Regions from separate parts of the Lactuca sativa genome. Here region 1 is linked to region 2. The links are chromatin contacts, called in public Hi-C maps. All regions are on one chromosome and are shown on one strand. Each heading gives the region's core, a stretch centred on a gene start, on an enhancer-like site or on the middle of the called end of the contact. The rest is flanking DNA. Distances are from core to core; before and after follow the strand shown. Region 1 holds the start of LOC111921861 (phosphoglycerate mutase-like protein AT74H). Region 2 holds the start of LOC111921863.

What was found. A called contact is a pair of places that touch in the nucleus more often than the background predicts.
Region 1: a Hi-C map of leaf shows a contact between it and region 2, with 7 times the contacts expected there. The contact joins the promoter of LOC111921861 here to the promoter of LOC111921863 in region 2. A contact is called at or near these places in 3 of 4 Hi-C or Micro-C datasets (leaf and seed).

What each region holds. Positions count from the first base shown.
Region 1 is chr6:8,402,981-8,405,680 of Lsat_Salinas_v11, forward strand. It overlaps LOC111921861 (phosphoglycerate mutase-like protein AT74H), which reads left to right and starts at 1,411. Exons shown (of 4, transcript XM_023917434.3): 1 at 1,411-2,015; 2 at 2,425-2,544; 3 at 2,636-2,700. The coding sequence starts at 1,565.
Region 2 is chr6:8,174,936-8,177,635 of Lsat_Salinas_v11, forward strand. It overlaps LOC111921863, which reads left to right and starts at 1,281. Exons shown (of 3, transcript XM_023917436.3): 1 at 1,281-2,557. The coding sequence starts at 1,682.

The DNA.
Region 1 (2,700 bases), core at 161-2,660, 230 kb after region 2:
AACTAGAGAAAGACATTTTATTTGGTGGGTCTTTTTTTTTAGGATACCTTTTGGTTGAGGTTACAAACTTTTTCAAACTTAAAATATTTTATTTTGGTTTAAAGTTTTGGTTTCTTCAATGTTGCTTAAACTATTTTTTTAGTAAAAACTATTTCTTGTTTGAGTTACGCGTTTCATAGGTTAGTCCTATCTCGATCAAACCCGGCCCAAAACGAACCCGTTTTTCAGGTTTATGTTATTATATTTGATCGGGAAAAAAAATAGTGTCTCTGCTGCTAGATGTTTCTGTGTCCCCCTTTTTACATGTCTATTTATTGATTTTCATTGTCTTACATATAATTCATGTAAGCATCTCATTAATATCGACTTAAATAAAAACAATATTTGAATACTTCCAAATAAACAGTTTAATTCGTGCAAACTTTCTTATTAGTTCGAAACTTAAAAATAAATAATAAACGAAGTCTTTACAAAAAAAGACAAACAAAGAAGCCTTATGGTTTTAGTCTTTTAGAACTTATGGTAGTGGGTTATTAAGATGGGTTATATCCAGAAGCCCAAACTTGATTCATCACTTACTTATGTATGAGGAATTTTAATATTCGGCCATATAAATTTGATAAGACAAACTGGTCCCTCTTCGATTACACAATATTGAATATTCTCTGGGTCTTAGCCATATGTTTGAAGTTTCAACCACGGATTTATAGAGTCATACTTAGTGAAAACATGTTTCTTATGCAAATGTATGTGATGATCGATTTAAGTGTTTTAATTGCCATATCACAAAAAACATGTAAGTACATCTATTTTTCTTAATTATTTGCTAAAATACAGCCTAAATTTTCATATTTTCTCAAAAGCAACTGTCGATTTCGCAATGCCCCCATAGAAAAATACATTATTCACTGCAAAACCCACTTTTTTATATTTTACCCGCCAAAAAATAATATACCAAACAATTACTGTTCACTACAGAACCAAAATAAATTGATATTATACATATTTTGAAATTAGCCATATTTTTATGAAAAAAAAAATAAGATAACTGATAAAAAAATTTTAAGTTCTTTGTAGTGTGAACTTCAGAAGATATTTTCACATTACAATAAAAAAAATGAGTTTATATTGTAAAAACAAAATATTAAAAAAAAAAACAAAACTGAATTTTAAAAATATGTCTTAACCAATAACCATGCTGACCTATACTCCTATTTCGAAGTACATTTTGCATTTGTTTCGAAAACAAGTGGTTATTTTTATAAAATAATTATTTTTTAGTTATTTCTTATAGAATGATCAATAATTATAGTTAGTTTTAGAATATTTTTTTTTAAAGTTAACAAAATACAATGACTTAATATTTAATAATAAGACAAAACAAGTTGAAGAAAAAAAAATCTATACATGATGTGAACAAGACGAATGGATTGACCACCAGTCTCACAAAATTTCATCAAATTTCTTGCCTTGCATGATGCCATGAATATGTCCCCAAATAAATAAAAACTTCAAAGTTTCAAACCCTCATTTCTTCCATTTATACGGAGGTTTCAGTACCACCATGTCTGTCACAGCATCTTCATCGCCATATTCGACTATAATCAAGTGCTGTGAAGACACGATTGGGCGCCGACGAAGAGTCGCCATTGACGAGAATTGTTTCCCGGAGAAGAATCTGACACTCAACGCCACCAATGAGAAACCTCCACGGCCGCGACGAATCATCCTGGTGCGACACGGGCAGAGTGAAGGAAACGTGGATGAAGGAGCTTACACGAGAGTCGCAGATCCGAGAATTAGATTGACGGAGAAAGGGAAACAAGAGGCGGAGCAATGTGGGGTGAGAATACGAGAGATGATTGAGAAGGATGGAGCTGATGATTGGAAGGTTTACTTTTACGTTTCGCCGTATCAGAGAACGATTGAGACTCTTCGCGGTTTGGGAACTGCGTTTCAACGATCGAGAATCGCCGGCGTCAGGGAAGAACCGCGGTTGCGAGAGCAGGATTTCGGTGAGCTTCTCCTATCCTTATCCACCTACTCCCGCCCTCTCTCTCTCTCTCTCTCTATCTCTCTACACGTATAAATTTGACAGGACTGCAAACCGCCACATGTTGCTTTGGTGGTTGTACCGTACAACCATATTATCCAAGTCGATTCTTAAATCTCACTTTCCTTGGCTTTGATTATAGTATTAATCTTTTTTAACTTTGAATTATGGTTAATATTGTAAAAACTAATAGTATTATAAAAGAATAGCATAATATGAAGATTGTAAATAAAATAAAGATATAGTAGTATAAAATACCTTTTGTTTTTTAGGGACACCTTTTTTTTCACGGATAATATTCCGGTAATTGATTTTTTAAATCTAAGAATTCACTTTTTTTTATATTGAACGTTTGAATATGAAAATGCAAGGGAACTTCCAAGATCAAGAACAGATGAAGATTCAGAAAGCAGTTCGAGTCCAATACGGTCGGTTCTTCTACCGTTTTCCAAACGGCGAATCCGCAGCAGATGTCTATGATCGAATCACAGGTTAATTAATACACTCCATTGAACAAATTCAATTCAATTCAATTTATCATCATCATCATATTATATAAAAGAAAGATGAAATTGTGTGTAGGGTTTCGGGAGACATTAAGAACTGATATTGACATAGGTAGATTTCAACCACCAGGGGAGCAAAGC
Region 2 (2,700 bases), core at 31-2,530:
AAAAAAATAGTTTTATTTTCCTTTTGACACGTGTCATCTTATTAGTCCCCTAACAAAAGTGTGTCGCCATATTATATTTACTAGTGTATAACCTGTGTGAACCACAGGTTATAAAATTAATTAAACTTTTGTAATAAAATTTTATAATTATTAATCAATTATTTTAAATAAATTATTAATTAAGAGATATATATGAAAATTTTAAAGTTATTATAGCTTCAAATTTAAAATATAATTAGAAAATATAAATTTGAATTTTGAAATGAGTTGCCTAATATATCTACATGATACATGGAATAATATTAATGTGGGGTTGTATTAGAATGACACGACAAAAGGAGATTAAAAGTATTCATTTATTAGAATAGGGATTGATTAATGCATGTCATTTATAAACCTATTGATTATCCATTTCAAATTTCAAATTTTAAATTTCTCACTCTAATTACATTAGATTAATAACATTAGAATAAAAATTAAAATAAATTTAATATAAATAATAAAGTGATATAATTTCATATATTTATTTAAATCAATGATTAAAATTTATATAACTAAAAAAAATCTCTTAATTAATAATTTATTTAAAATAGTTTATTAATAATTTTTAACTTTTATTTTAAAAGTTTAATTAATTGTATAACCGTGGTTCACACGGGTTATAAACTAATGTGATAATATATAATAACATGTTGTCCATTCCCAACAGCCTTAATAGTAATAGACAAGTTAAGGGATAATCAACTTTATGAAATATGAACCCTTGCTCCCTCATTGATACCTTTCTTTCTATTTGTATCATATGTATTATTAACTGTATCAAAATGTATGATTTGAGAGAGATTAAATTTTATATATTATGTTAGGGAGACGTTTGAAAGTGAGAGCTGAAAAAAATATTGATATGATGATTATAAAGCATTTGGATTGAAAGAGATGAAATGAATAGACTTTTTCCATCTTAAGAATCAAATAGATAGATATTTGTATTTAAACGAATAAAACTCAATATTTTTATTGTTTTTATATTGGGAAATCAGATATTCTTTTATTTTATTTTTAGTCATTAAATCAAAACAAATATTAAAATCAAAATAAATAATTAATAAAGATAATTAGTGGATACCATAACTTAATAGGTAAATAAATAGGAAAGAAACGGAATTTTTTTTTTTTGTTATATACTTTTATTTATAATAGCATTATTATATAATATAATATAAGTTATAAATTATTATTATAAAATAATACTCCTAATATAAAATAAGTTGTTTCTGTGCTGATTTCCGTTGCAAACCAAAACCCTCTCACATCAAAGCACCCCTCTCTTCTGTATCTTCACCATGTGAAAGTGAAACCCCCTTAATTTACAAATTACAGCCCCTCCCTCTTCATCTCTCTAGTTCTGTACACACACCGCGGCACATACTTCGATATACTCTCATATATACGTATATACATATACGTATCAACCGATTGTAGTCATCATCTTCAGCTTGATTCAGGGGAGTGTGCAAGCTGGCACCATTGCATGCTCTCCCAAGAAACTTTACTCTTTAAAACCCCAATTCATTTTCCTCAACTTTTCACTCTAATTTCTTAATTTTGCTGTTGTGGGTTTTGTCGGTTTAGGTTTGATTTCGTAGATCTGTCGCTTCTGTGCCCTGAATCTGGCCCTAATATGAAACTGGTTCAAAAAGATTCAGAGAAGATCATATGGGATCAGATGAGAACCCACGCTTCGAACAATACATCACCCATTTTGTCAAATCGGGTCGGCAGTGGGTTACCCAAGCTTATGCTGTATCTTATCTCTTTCGTCTGTGCAACTTACCTTGTTTACACTCTCAAGCTTCTCAACACCCCTAATTTGCCTTGTGGCGAACATGATTTGATATTTTCTTCTCGTGCTTCGTCACAGAACGTTACGCTTACGCCGGCGATCGTTGCACCGGAGAAAACGGAGCTCAAACACATTGTTTTTGGCATTGCAGCGTCGGCAAAGCTCTGGGAGAAACGGAAGAATTACATCAAGTTGTGGTGGAAGAAAGAGGCGAAAATGAGGGGGATTGTGTGGTTAGACAACCCAGTCAAAACCCAACCTGATGATGGTCTGCCGCCGTTAAAAATTTCCGGCGATACCGCGCATTTTGCTTATAAGAACAAACAGGGTCACCGGTCGGCGATTCGGATATCCAGGATTATTTCGGAGACGATACGATTAGGGATGGATAATGTAAGGTGGTTTGTAATGGGGGACGATGACACAGTGTTCATTACTGATAATCTTGTTAGGGTTTTGAACAAGTACGATCACAATCAATATTACTACATCGGAAGCTTGTCGGAAAGTCATCTCCAGAACATATACTTCAGCTACGGTATGGCGTACGGCGGCGGCGGTTTTGCTATCAGCTATCCCTTAGCTAAAGCTCTGGAGAAGATGCAAGATCGGTGTATTCAGAGGTATCCCGGACTGTACGGCTCCGACGATCGGATGCAGGCGTGTATGGCTGAGCTCGGTGTGCCACTCACCAAAGAACTCGGCTTTCACCAGGTTAGTGAAACCTAAAACTCTTCGATTCTCGTTGATATTTCTTTCCAGGGTTGTACATTGTGCAAAATTAGTTGTGCTTTTCATCTAATAATCTCCAAAGATTGCTCTAACACATCAATGGGGTAAAACCCATCTCCAGAATG